Regions from separate parts of the Sus scrofa genome. Here region 1 is linked to region 2. The links are chromatin contacts, called in public HiChIP or PLAC-seq maps. All regions are on one chromosome and are shown on one strand. Each heading gives the region's core, a stretch centred on a gene start, on an enhancer-like site or on the middle of the called end of the contact. The rest is flanking DNA. Distances are from core to core; before and after follow the strand shown. Region 1 overlaps ARID1B (AT-rich interactive domain-containing protein 1B). Region 2 overlaps ARID1B (AT-rich interactive domain-containing protein 1B).

Region 1 (6,587 bases), core at 1,811-4,310, 300 kb before region 2:
AAAAAATAAATTTGGAAAATTCATAATTAGAACATAAAAATTCACCATCATCAGCAAACATTTAGTGACCTTGGTGTAGGGGGTAGGGACAAGGTACTAGATAAGAAGTAATCCAGAGAATATCGGAAAAATCGGAAAATCTTTTTTTTTTTTTTTTGGCTGCAGCTGGGGCATGTGAAAGTTCCCAGGCCAAGGTCTGAACCCATGCCACAGCAGTGAACACCACATTCTTAACCGGTAGGTCGCCAGGGAACTCTGGAAAATTGTTCAACAGTGTGGTGGTTTCATTGTTTAGCATAGATCAATATCCTTAGATTGCTAAGTGAATATTGGTGATTAAAATAAAGATAGTTTGTGGGATATTTTTATTTTACTTATCATTCCATTTAATTCAAAATATGGATAGAATAACTCTGGCCTCATAAGCAATCTAAATTTGCATTGAAAGAAATTGGTGGTAGGCAGACAATTTCCAGATTGGTAAAATAGATCTTTTGCTTCTAATTAATTTTGTCCATAATATTAAACAAGTAGTTTATTATTGTTAACTGTTGAAAAGTTTTAAAAATTGTAGTAATGTTTGTTATGATGTTGCTGGGTTTGAAGCCCTTCCCGTCCCCCCACTTTGGGTGCCAGCTCCCTTTCCTTTCATCTGTCTGGGGAGCGTCAGCTCGGGCTGTGCCAGGCTGCCAGCAGGCAGAGGCATGCTTTGTGAATGTCTTGGTTTCTCCCCCTGGTCCCTCACCTGGTATCCATTGTGTGTGGCACGACTTTGTCCTTTATCCTCTATTGAGATGTTTGTCAGAGGTAGGAGCACTTTAAAGCAGTTGTGTTTTATTTTAATCAACAATTCATTAGTAAAAATAGCATGTGAAAAGCAGTTTTGTGATTGTCTTTTACTGGGCACTAAGTTCCAGTAATTTTCCATATTGTTATATTGTTAGTGAAGAAAGAGAGGAATGGAGGGAGAAGATGAATTTTATTTAAGACAGTTATACTCTGAGAACTTGAAGGAAATGTGCTTTTTTTTTTTTTTGTTTTGTTTTAGTGTAAATAACCTTTTCCCAGTATTTCATGGCTCTTTGAAAAACTAACGCAAAGAAAGTTGTAATCAACCAACTGGTCATCAGTATGTTGAAATTTAATTCTCAGTGCACCTAGAAATTTCATATAAATGCGTTTTATGGAGAGGAAGGTGTACTAGCCTGGCTAAACTGGTAAAGCTAAAATCTGGATTTGATTTGCATCTGTGGTATGTTTTAGGGACTCTCAAACTTTCACACACAAAATAAACTAGGTAGTGTGTATGGCATCACATGATCAAAATATTTTTCCCCTTGCTGCTGCCAGAAGCTATCTATTGCTTTTCAACAATCTTACTTGTTGGGCCTCATGCCAAGATGTTTAAGACAACCCCTTACGTGAGCTGCTCCATTCTTAACCTCTTTGACTGAAGTGCCGTGACCTTCACATATGTAGATTAGCCATGTGCTCTGTGAATTGAAACTTGCTGCCTCAGGAAGAAAGGGTTTTTTCTTTTTATTCCTCTGGGAATTTGACAGCCATTCATCCCTGACCTGGGCAGAGGTAATGCAAGGAAATTGGATTCAAGTGGAACGTGGACAGATAACACAGGGAGGCCGGCAGGCTCACCTCCTGGTCCAGGAGGAAACTGTCCGTGGTGTGGATGATGCGCAGGGTACGTACGGGTCTGAGAAGCGACACGGACACAGAGAGAGGGACAGAGAGAGGGACAGAGAGGGACAGAGAAAGAAGTGTAGGAGTTTGGGAACAGTGTCCTTCTGAGAAAGGAAATTGTCCTTACGGGCATGTCTAATCAGTTTGGACTCCGCTCTTCTAACCTACATTTTTGAAATCTTCTTTGAATTTTTGTTTCTTCCTTACTACTACTTGAGAATTAAAAGAATTTTAATGTTGTGGGCAAGCATGGGCTTAAATACACTTAATTTAGATGAGTCTTTCGAAAGAAGACATCAGTAAGTCGGAGAGATGAATGTATCGCCTGTGTCTGGAGGAGTCAGCATGTTTCTTTGTCTTTGTGCTACAGAATTTTGTTTTGTTTTCAACACGTCAGCGGCATGTGAAAGTTCCTGGACCAGGGATCAAACCCGGGCCATAGCAGTGACTCAGGCTGCTGCAGTGACAACTCTGGATCCTTAACCTGCCATGCCACGAGAGAACTCCTGCACCCCAGAATTGCGAAGTGAATCGATGCTCGTAGACTTAGCTTTGCTCATGTGAGAGCCCTGACTCAGTGTTGTAATGATTAATAGCAAATTTTTGGGTGTTTATTCCTAGATTTGAAGAAGGTTTACCTTCTCTCTGTTAGTAAATGTGCTTGAAACTAAAGTAAAATTCACCATGAATAATAGTCTTGACCCTTGATTAGGTTGCTGTGATAAAGTACTGAAAAGGAAGGTTCTTATGAGAATCCTGTGTCTGAAGTGGTATTCTACCTCGTTCCTTAGGAGGCGGAGGGGATGATGAGAGCAGGCTGAAATTTATGAGCGCTTTTGTGTGGCTTGCAGAGCCCAGCCTTTCCTGTGTGCGTTAGGGCTTGTGAAATATTATGGGTCAGAGCATCCGTTATGGGCTCCGTGGGAGGCGTTGTTGGTACCCAGCTCTTTCTGTGGGATGCAGAAGAGGATGTCTGGGTGGGGACTAGGCTTAGTGGATACAGTAGACTAAGAGGGAAGGGAAATTATCCCCTGACCTGAGAAAGGCTTGTGTCTTTTCCATATGAGGACGAGCAAAAAAATTGGGAAAAGTTTCGGGTCATCTCATGCAGAACGTGGGGCCTGGCGCGGATTTCTGTTAACGTGGCAGACTTTTGAGGAGTGGTGGCCCATAGATGGCAGGATGGATGTCTGAGCAGCATCTCTGTGTGCTGCTGGGAGGATGGAGCAGCAGGTGTGCCCGCAGAATTAGATTAACTCGAGGTGGGAGTGAGGAGGGGTGGCCTGCACCGGAGGCGGTGGCGTCGTGAGCCTGTTGTTGGAGGAGGGGCTGGGTGGCCACGTAATCAAGGGCAGAGCGGCCCAGTGCGAGTGGCCCTCCTGGAAGAGCGGCCAGCTGGGTGCGGATGAGGCAGGAAGCGCGGCAAGGTGGTAGTGAGTCAGCAGCCAAACCTCGAGTGCGTTTTCCCTTTTTGTTTTAAAGGGCGGCCTGTGTAAGACTGCCGTGTGGAGACACATGAAGTCAGTCTCGTTCCAGTCTGGCACGATTGACAAAACGCTTACACACTGCTTTCTGGTTTTGGCCTCGCACATAGGAAGTGTAAGTTCAGAGAAAGATTTTTAGAAGAGTCCTATATAATAGTGATCTAGTAAGGGCAGTACCAGCGATCCTAGCTCCTGTTCTGAACTCCTGCGCTGTGTGCCAGGCATGTGGCCTGGAGTCACTGCAGCATCCCAACAGTCCTGCAAGGCAGTCTCCCTCTTTCCTAGATGGGTAAGCCGGGAGCATTAAGAAATCTTTTCAACCCCCAGTTTACCTGATGCTAAAGCCCGGTTCTCTCCACTAAAGGAGTGCTTCCAGATCTGGCTGCCTGTCAGATTCACCCAGGGGGCCAGACAAGGTCCCCAAACCCTGCTCCAGGATTCAGGTGCTCTCAGGACCTGGAATGACCTGTACACCCAGCTCTCTGCCACCTACAGAGGTCATTGATGAGCTAGAGGTAAAGTTTAGATAAACAGACCTTTTGTCATCACTAAGATGTACAGAATTACATTCTTACGCTTGAGGAGCTTTTAGTGTATTTTGGCCCCTTGGTCACACCAGACAGAGGAGGGGAGAGAGCATGTGCTCCCAGCCCATGCAGGTGGCTCTTGGGTTTTTCTGATAGTGTCACTGAACATGAATCTACGTCTGGCCGTCGAGGGAAGCTCTGCTCCATGATCTGGGTCGTTGCTTTAAGCTGCGTTGTCAAGGGAGGCTGTGATGTTTGCAGAGGAACCCAGGTTCTCTTCCGTCTGCAGTTATTTGTACGTGGCTGTGACCGAAGTTTCTGGGATGGGCAGGTGATGGACCGGCATGGAGAACAGTGTCTACTAATACATGCCTAATAAATATTTTTGGACGAGAGAAGGGTTGAATGGACGGGCCTACGTCTCAGATCACTTGGTGTTAGGGGTCCAGAAATTGGTAAGTTTAAGAATGAAGGAAAGAGGACAAGTGACCATCAGGGAGCAGAAGATTGGAGAGTAGGGGGAACACAGGCAGCTGGAGGAGAAAATTTTAGAGTGAAAAATCAATAAAATGGAACCGAATGTCGTTATGTGCCCAGAGTGAACTCCTATGGTGGTGAAAGTTGTAAGACAAACCCCCAAATTGGCATATCTTAAGTCCATCAGGGTGTTAATAATACAGCTAAAAGAACAAATGTAAGCAGAAAAATCCTCTCTTTGGTGAGGTCATTTCATGACACATAGTCATGATTATGTCTGCCTTTGCTCTTGCCTCATGGCTGTTCTGGAGGCCGTGGTTTGGGAAGGTGTTAAAAGCACCCCGTCACTAGACCTAGGCGTGTATCTCATTTTGATTTGTACCTACTTAGCCGAGGAACAGCGTCTAGGCTGGCCAGGCCACAGGATGCTGGATGGGTCCGGAGACCCTCTTGGTCCTTGTCTTCCTCATTGTGTCTGATGATCCTTACCATTCAGTACTGGGGAATTTCTCTTTTACGTCCCCAACTGATTCTGTCTTTTAAAATAAAACCAAATCTCATAGCTTTGAAAAAAAAAAAATCAATTTGGCTCATAACCTTGTTTGAAGCAAGTGATGTGAAGTTAAATCCCACTTAACCACTGCTGCAGAGGTTTTTGAGCAGTAGGCAGGATGGCAGCACTGGCTCTGTTCATGTCTATTTCCTGGGTTTTCCGCTTGCATTTCCCTCACCTCCTGCTTGCTCCTAAATTTGAGGCTGCAAGAATTTCCAGACGAGGTATTGCCATAGTGCTGTTTTTAGCTTGGGATTAAATGAAGGCTTTCCTGTCTCTGTTTCCTCTTTTGATTTTGTTTTATTTATAATAATGTATCACTACTGGAGTGCCCATGGGTTTATAGTTTTTGTAGTTAATGCTGACTGTACCTAACCCATCTCAAGCAAATGAATTAACATCCTGTAGGAACCACAGAGAGAAAAAAACAGAACAAAACTGGAAACCTGTTTTTTAGGTTTGTTGCTGAGTGTCACAGGCACATCCTTTTCTCTAAGATCGGACCTTTGGTTTTGTTCGGCCTTCAGGCTTCTGAAGGGCTGGGCATCTTCATTGTCTTTGCAGCCACGTGTTAATCTTGTTCGTTGTGATATGAGGTATCTTTTGCCTGGAAAGCTAACAGCTGTCTACCCGTGTCAGTGCTTTCAGAGAATTTCTGTAGGAATGTATCATTCATCTAGTGCTATGATTTTCGACAGTATAATCTTAACATTCCGAAATAGCTGAGAAAGCCCTAAGAAAATCACTGTCAAAATGCTCATGAACTTAACTCTGTCAAAGAAGAATAAAGCCATCGCCTCCTTTTCCAGGCACAGATGATAGTAATTTGGTTCGCCGTGGTAACCTTCCCCTTGGCTGTATGAAGAGTACAGAGTGGAGAGGTTAGTCGAGCAGCTGTGGGCGGCAGGTTAGAAGCGAGGCACCTGTAGAAGCAGGCAGGTGAGATGCAGCAAGTTCTGCCAGGCCTCAGGGAGGAGGCAGGCTGCACTGGCTGGTCCCTTGTGACCTTCTAAGGGCATCGGGGAGAAGCCGGCCAGGCGGACATGCCTTGGTGTCTTGGAGCACCTTGGGCCCCGTCTGCAGGAGAAACAGGGTTGTAGAGCTCTGGGGACACCCTCCACGCCCCAAGAGATCCTGCGGAGGAAGAGTGGGGAGCCAGGCTTGGACCTGAGTTGATTGCCAGCTACTGCACCACTTTATGTGTACTTGACTCATTCAACAAACAGCTCTCCATGCCTATCGAGACACTGATATCTGTTTAGCACCTGTTGTGTGACAGAGTGTTGGAACTAGGCTTACAGCAGTGAATGAGACCCAGACCCTGCTTCTGGGTTTATCTTCCAGTACAACTTGAGTCCCCAGAGATGGCAGATCCCTGCATCTACCAGGGAGGAACAGCAGCACGGGGGAACTTGAAAGAATCGAAGATTTCATAATAATGAGGCTGTATAAGAATATGTACTGCGGGAATTCATGCTGTGGTGCAGTGGGTTAAGGCTCTGACTGCAGGAGTTCCCGTCGTGGCTCCGAGGTAGTGAATCTGACTAGTGTCCATGAAGACTCTGGTTGGAACCCTGGCCTCGCTCAGTGGGTCAAGGAACCAGCATTGCCGTAAGCTGTGGTGTAGGCCACAGACACAGCTCAGATCCTGCATTGCTGTGGCTGTGGTGTAGGCTGGCAGCTGCAGCTCTGATTTGACCCCTAGCCTGGGAACTTCCATATGCCGTGGGTGTGGCCCTAAAAAGCAAAAAAAAAAAATGGAAAGAAAAAGAAAAGAATCTGACTTAAGTGACTTGGGTGGCTGTGGAGGCATGGGTTTGATCCCTGGCCCAGCCCAGTGGGTTAAAG
Region 2 (7,032 bases), core at 4,210-6,709:
TCTCATTGCCAGCACTGACTTGTTTTTCCTGACTTCACTTCTCTCCCATTGCCTCCCCCCTTAGCTTGCTACTGCCTCTCCGCGTGTCACAGATTGGCTCTTTCCATCATTGTCTCTCCCGAAGTCATTGTTAAAGTGTGCAGCTGCTGTGTGGCTGATATCTGGGCCGAGGTAAAGCCAAAATGTTGTGGGGGATTCTGCCTGGTGTTGCTTTCCCAGGGTTTGTTGCAAAAAGGCAATCATTTTTCTCCGTCTCTGCTCTGGTAAATGAAATTGACAGCTAATGAGAAGTATCACAGAGGTAGATAAACAAAAGCCCAGAAAAGCATCCCAAATGGCTGAATCTGTTTCTTGCCTGTTAAACCGTTTCTCCACCCACTGCAAATTTGCCCTCCTATCATGCTGCCTTGCAAACATTGTGAGTGTCATGGGAACAACTACTGTGATACACTGGCACAACATCAGCCTGGCACATCCCTAACTCAGTGGGGCTTTTCCTTCCTGCATTCTTTTGAAAAGCAGGATGGAGATTTTCTGTGGTAAGTAGCCACATGGATTCTCCCCCCTTTGTTTGCACATTATGGGGCTCCAGCATTGCAGCTGGCTCTGGTTAGAAGGGAAAGGATTCAGCCTGGTTGTTTAATCTAAACAAGCATTTGAGAACAGAAATGTATACGTTATGCATTCCCCTGGTGCCATGGTACATCTTCTTGGGTTTTACTTAATGCTGTCATTTCTCCCTCCTCTTTATATTGATAGATTTATATTTAGAGACTGAAATGAAATATCTCCATCCTTCTAACTGGTAGTGTGCATGTATGTACACATTTAAATAGAGCAGATCGAATGTCGGGTGCAGTTATTCTGAAATGTGTGATGTTAAACATTTTGTAATCCCTTCTAATAAGCGATCCCATGGCATTGCTTCCTGGGTTATAGTGTAGAGGTATTTAGCTTGCTTTAAGGAGAATAAACCATTGGGTGTCGAATGCATTGTGTAGGCCTTCCCCAGGCCTAATTCGTCCACGCATATCGTGGAAGCTGACACAGCACAACATCAGAATGCATTGCTGTTGCCAGAAGATTTAGTGGATGTTAATTTCACTTGTCTTGCCTCCAGAGCCAACCATTACAGTTTACTAACAAAGCAAAAATGTAAATAAGCCGAACTTTTTTTTATGTTTATTTTATTGGCCAAAGGCTTTTGTCAGCTTTTTCCTGCATGTGCTGTAAGCAGCCACAGTGTTTAAATATTAAGAAGCGTGAACATGAAGTGGGGGATGGTGATGGGCGGGCAGCGCCTAACTGGTCATGGCCTGATGAACATTTGTGTTTATAAAAACCTTTCAGTGTTCAGACTGTTGAGGATAGTTCATCAGTGTTATTAGCAAAGATCTAAGATAGAAACTGTTAATTGCTGAATAGATTTTCCCCCTACTCTTTTTCTTTTCTTTTCTTTTCTTTTTTTTTTTTTTTAAAAAAACCATTTGGCATTTGTACCAAATCTGATTTGAGGTGGAGGTAAGTCACTTTCATCTGACAGAAGGGCTGTTGACTACAATAGACTGGGACCAAAGATAGAAAATTTGGTATTCTCACTAGATTTGTCTCAAGCCATTCTTTTTCTGGCATAGACAAAGTATTTGTTATGAGACGAACAGTTAAAGTCACCATTTTCCTGGCTCTCGTAGAAATGAAATAAAGCTTCATCAGACCTGGAAGTAAAACTCCCTCCTTTTAAGTGTGAAGTGCTTGGCTGTTTGAGGTGTCTCACCTCCTCCCTCGCCCCTCCCCAGGTTGACTGCAGGCCAGAGGAGAGGCAGAGAGGGCCAGGGAAGCTTTTAAGAGCTAAGAGACTGCAGGGAAGGAAGGAAGGAAGGGGGGAGAGAGGAGTCCTTCACCCGTCTGTCCCAAGCCCCTTGTGGCCCACCCCTGCCTCCCTCCTCCGGGAGCCCTCCCCTCCCCTTTCTGCACAGGCCCCTCCCGGGGGAGCAGCTCCTCTTTCCTTGTGCCGACTCTTACCTGCCAAATAACCTAAGTTGCTGTCCTTTGAAAAGGATCACAGGTTTTAAGAGCCTGCAGAAATGGCTTTGCCAGAGATAGCCCTTCCACTCTCATAAAGCACCCGTCACTTTATGGTTAAGCCTGATTCTCTGAAGCTTCATCATGTCAGCTCCTGGATGGTGAGCGATGCATCCAGCGTACCAACTAACCATAATGAATTTGTGCCCCTCAGGAAACTCTTAGACACTCAAAGAATGAATTCCAAAAAGGGTGACATATTAGATTAAATATGGAAACTAACTCTTTGGGCGGCATTGTGGTATATTTAGAGTCCTTCTGTGTAAGCACTTGCCCGGTTTACCCTCTGCTTCAGATGTGGAGCTAAGTAGATTTCTGTTGGAGCTGTTATAGCTGCAGATACAAACAAGATGATATTCTGGTCAAAAAAAAACTAATTTTCTTGCTTAATTTGACATTCAGACAAGCAGATTCTGGAAGGATGCTATAATGGGAAAGAGAAAAATGAATTGCAGTTAGGAGTTAGTCATAGGCTGGAGTGAGCAGGAAGGATTTTAGTGAGAGGAAATGATAGTTCCTGGTCTAATTTGTCAAGATTAGTACCTATGAAATGAACACTGGTGGGGGTGCAGATCAGTCTCTCTCTCTCTTTTATACTCCATCCCCTGGGATGTTTACAACTCTCAGGGCTCATCAAGCCTAACCCAACCCAAAGAAGGAAATTTCCCACTTTTTAATGTATCCTTGCTTAATACAACTCAGGGTAAAATTATGTTCATTTCTGTTTGTAAGTGGTTCTAAACCAGTTTCCTTCCATGGTGAAATGGTAGCATCTCTAGAATGGTGTTGCATGCAGTGACAAACTTTTTATTTGAAAGTCTGCACAGTCACTCTACCTGATAATCTTATTTGGAAACAACTATCAAGTGTTGCTTTTTGGCTTCTCTCAAAGCAGAAATCCTGCAACAGCTTGTTGCAAAGAAGATGCATGCTGCTTATTGGCAAGCTGAGCAGGGGGAAAAAAAAATTCTTCAACACAAAATGCCATTGATATATCTGTGTTTTTCATCTGTGGCAGCCCAGAAAACATGGATTCAGCAGTTCTCCAAACCAAAGAGAACTTCAGCCAGTCCTTTTCATTTTTTTCCCTTACAAAGTAAAATATTTGTATGTTATACAAAACAGTAATTTCAGACTCGTTCCAAATGATGCCTAGCAACACTTAAGATAAAGCAACAATATATTTTGTCTTGTAGAGAGATGCCGTTACAGCACTGTGGCTTGTTACTGGTTATTAGAGCTTCCCCCTTTAAGATGCTGATTTAAAATTCAGGCCAGGATCTGGCTGTACCTTGGTCATGAATGTTCTCCTTTGGTTTCTAAAGGGCAGGTTCCCTATTGCTGACCAGAGGCCAGATCTTGCACTCAAAGCAGCTGCTCTGAGGTTCTTAGTTCCTCTGCCCTCTAGAGGTCCCTCCTGACCCAGGTCAGATATTCTGATAATTGGGAACTGAATAGTTCTCCTTCTTTTCCCAAAGCAGAAATCGTTCCGGTTCCTCCACCCCAACACATTTCAAAGCCAGCCTTTTCTCCTCTCACGCTCAGAAGTGGGAGCATTCGGGTTTATTAGGACTGAAAATACACAGTTCCACTTGGTTTTGTGCCCCCTCTTAGTTAAAATTAAGTCGTACAATTCAGGCTAAACTCTCCTCTCATTTCTCATTCCCTTTCTTTTTTTTTTTTTTTTTTTTTTTTTTTTTTTGTCTTTTTTTGTCTTTTTTTTTGCTATTTCTTTGGGCCGCTCCCGCGGCATATGGAGGTTCCCAGGCTAGGGGTTGAATCGGAGCTGTAGCCGTAGGCCTACGCCAGAGCCACAGCAACGCGGGATCCGAGCCGCGTCTGCAACCTACGCCACAGCTCACGGCAACGCCGGATCGTTAACCCACTGAGCAAGGGCAGGGACCGAACCCGCAACCTCATGGTTCCTAGTCGGATTCGTTAACCACTGCGCCACGACGGGAACTCCTCATTCCCTTTCTTTGATCTTCTGCGTAGGAAAATATAGGAAAGCCCATGTCACCAGCTGTCTGTCCCTGTTCCCTCTGTAAGATCACCTGTGACTAGTGTGCTGACATAGGGGACCCAGCAGTCCACTCCCACTTCTCCAGGGCTTTCGGGTGTGTGTTTGGGTTTGTTTGGGTTTTTTTGTTTTGTTGTTGTTGTTGTTGTTTTACATTATTCACTGAAGAAGCACTTGGATGCTTTGTTTACTGTTTGTTTTCATTTCTTGGGCTGAGTAGACTGTCACCGCTCTCAACTTGTGCTTTACTGAGTGGTGTTGCTTCTTGAGCACCACTGGTAGTGACCTGCTCTATTTTCTTGTCTTGCCTGGAAATGAGGAATGGGGGGCAGGAGAGGGCAGCACAAACGCTTTTAGGAACTAATTTTAGCCTAGAAGTAAAAGTTTCACAAATCATTTTGGAAAGCGGTGATAATGAATAGTTCTTACAGTGGGGATATTCCTGAGGTTGGCTCCACAAACTTCTAATGAGTGTTACTGTATTTTCTAAAGGGAAGAAATAGTAGTTGTGAAAGGAACCAAACCATGTTATAGGGAGTGTCATGTTTATTTCCCTATCTTCCGATAACCCTGGAGCCAGGATTATTATGATGTGTTGATTGATTATAGCCTTTAAGACTCTTACTAATCAGTTTCATCACTTATTCTCAATTCACACTCCTGCACCTTTGATTTCTCTTCCTTAACAGGGTGATACGGGTTGTCATTGACTAATGAAGAACAGAATTGGTTTCGGCAAGAGACAAACGGAATGCCGACACCAATCCTAAAATGCATTAATCTTTAATAATCCACATCTGCATGTTTATAAATGATATAACCAAGGACTGTTAATGTTGATATTCTCCCTTCCAAACAGAAAGTGACATCGGAGTTTGTACTTGCAAACTACATTAAATGCATATAGCTGGATGCCAAGAATGTGACCTTGCTGAGGATGCCACGTGGATGAGGTCACTGAATCTTTTTTTAAGTAGCATGTTGTACTGTTGCTGTTGGTTAAATCAGGTGATATCCTGAGAAGGCCAGGTAGCCCAATTACCCATTTTCTTCTTTCATTCATTCATTCGGCAAAGTGCTGAATGCATTCACTGCTGTGGGCACGTTTCTGGGAACTGGGGAAAATACACGACACACAAATGACAAAGGGACCTGTCCTCATGAAACTTAAATTCTAATAAGAGAGACAGGAAATTAGCAAATAGGTATATAACTTCGGGATGGGGGGGTGGAACCAAGTTCCTTCTTTAGATGGCAGTTACTAGACAAATTCATAAAATTGCGGTGGGACCAGCAGCTCAGTGAATCATTGTCAGAAGGAAGCCACGTGACTAGCTGGGAGCGAGCTTATCCAAGTGCAGAGGCCCTGAGTCTGTAACGTGTTTGCTGTGCGGGGCTGGGGCCAGAGCGTAGTGGAACAGAAAGGGTAGGCAGTTAGATTAGAGGGTAACCCAAAGCCTTTAGGTTTTGACTCTCTTTAGGTTATGACTCTCTTTAGGGCTCTTTAGGTTCTGACTGGATTTAGGAATTTAAGTGTGATGGTAGGAGCGCAGAGAATGGCACGATCCAGGGCGGGCTCTAAAAGGATCCTGTGGCTGCCCAGTGGGCTGTCGACGGGGCGGGGTGGAAGCAGCCAGGCTCCTGCAGCAGCCTCAGGAGGCGCGGTCACGGCCGGGTGTGTGGGTAGCAGTGGTGGGGCCAGAAGGTTTTCGGCCCAAGCGATTGCTTGGTAAATGGCGGTTCTGTACAGTGAAAGACAAAGGAAGGAACACGTTTTCGAAGGGGAATCTAAAGTTTGGTTCTGAAGACGTTACATTTGAGAGGCGTGATAAGCGACCAGAGGGAGATTTTGACTAGGCAGCTGGTCACACCCAGACTCTGGATCCAGAGTGGAGATCTAGGCTGGAGAGAAGTTGGTGAGTCATTAGGGCCCTAGATGAGTCACCTCGGGCACCTAGCCTGCATCACAACCAGCTGAAGGATGTGTGGGCGCACAGACTGGACCCCACAGCCGGTTTCTGATGCAGTGGGTTCGGGGGGAAGCGGGAGGATTTGCACTTCCACCCAGTTCCCAGCTGATGCTCACGTTACTGTCCTTGGAACGAGGGAAGGTCAGTGATTCTCCACTCTGGCTACACCACACATCCTGGGAGAGGCTGGTGCCAGGCCAGTCCCCAGACATGCTGACTTAATTGGTCTGACTGGAATCCTCGACAGGACATTTCTATGAAGCTCTCCACGTGCTTGGTACATGTGGCCAAGGTCAAGAAATACTGAGAGGAGACTTCTGAGGACGGACCCAGGGCGCTCAGAGATGTAGAGACCAGGAAGAGGAAGGGGAATAGCCAGTAGGGAAACCCCTGAGGGTGTGGTGTTTCAGGAGCAATGCAAAGAAAGTGTTTCTAGAACCTGGAAGATAGCAGCTGTAGCCATTACATCCTAACACTTCTTCACAGTATTCTGAGGGCATATTTTATTTTATTTTGATTTTTAATTTTTTGTCTTTTGTCTTTTTTTAGGGCCGCTCCCTCAGCATATGGAGGTTCCCCAATCAGAGCTGTAGCCACCGACCTACACCACAGCCACAGCAACGCCAGATCCAAGCTGCATCTGCGACCTACACCACAGCTCACGGCAATGCCGGATCCTTAACCCACTGAGTGAAGGCCAGGGATCGAACCCACAACCTCATGGATCCTAGTCAGATTCGTTATCACTGTGCCACATTGGGCACATTTTAAAAGGAAGCTAATATTCCCAGTTATGGTCATGTATGTTTTGGTCATAGAAAAGCCTAGGGGGAAAAGTAGCTCTCTCTCTTTTTTTTTTTTAGGGTAGCACAGCTTACTGCCTTTTTTATTTTTATTTTTTAACCTTTCTGTGAAGAGGTTCTGATTCAACTGAAATTGTAACATCCCAGGGAAAAAATT

What was found. HiChIP or PLAC-seq counts read pairs in DNA pulled down with a chosen protein or histone mark.
Region 1: an H3K27ac HiChIP or PLAC-seq map of alveolar macrophages shows a contact between it and region 2. The contact joins two enhancer-like sites. A contact is called at or near these places in 2 of 2 datasets of contacts at active chromatin or transcription factors (alveolar macrophages and skeletal muscle).

The regions. Positions count from the first base shown.
Region 1 is chr1:10,208,579-10,215,165 of Sscrofa11.1, reverse strand. All of the region lies in intron 1 of ARID1B (AT-rich interactive domain-containing protein 1B), which reads left to right. Among named protein-coding and RNA genes, the nearest start is that of ARID1B, 16 kb to the left of the region's middle. Within about 2 kb of position 3,060, at least 15 of the 83 cell types and tissues checked have an H3K27ac peak or open chromatin away from gene starts, as enhancers often do. A contact at or near this core is called in alveolar macrophages, where this site is marked.
Region 2 is chr1:9,911,363-9,918,394 of Sscrofa11.1, reverse strand. The region is part of intron 5 of ARID1B (AT-rich interactive domain-containing protein 1B); the gene reads left to right. Among named protein-coding and RNA genes, the nearest start is that of TMEM242, 250 kb to the right of the region's middle. Within about 2 kb of position 5,459, at least 5 of the 83 cell types and tissues checked have an H3K27ac peak or open chromatin away from gene starts, as enhancers often do. A contact at or near this core is called in alveolar macrophages, where this site is marked.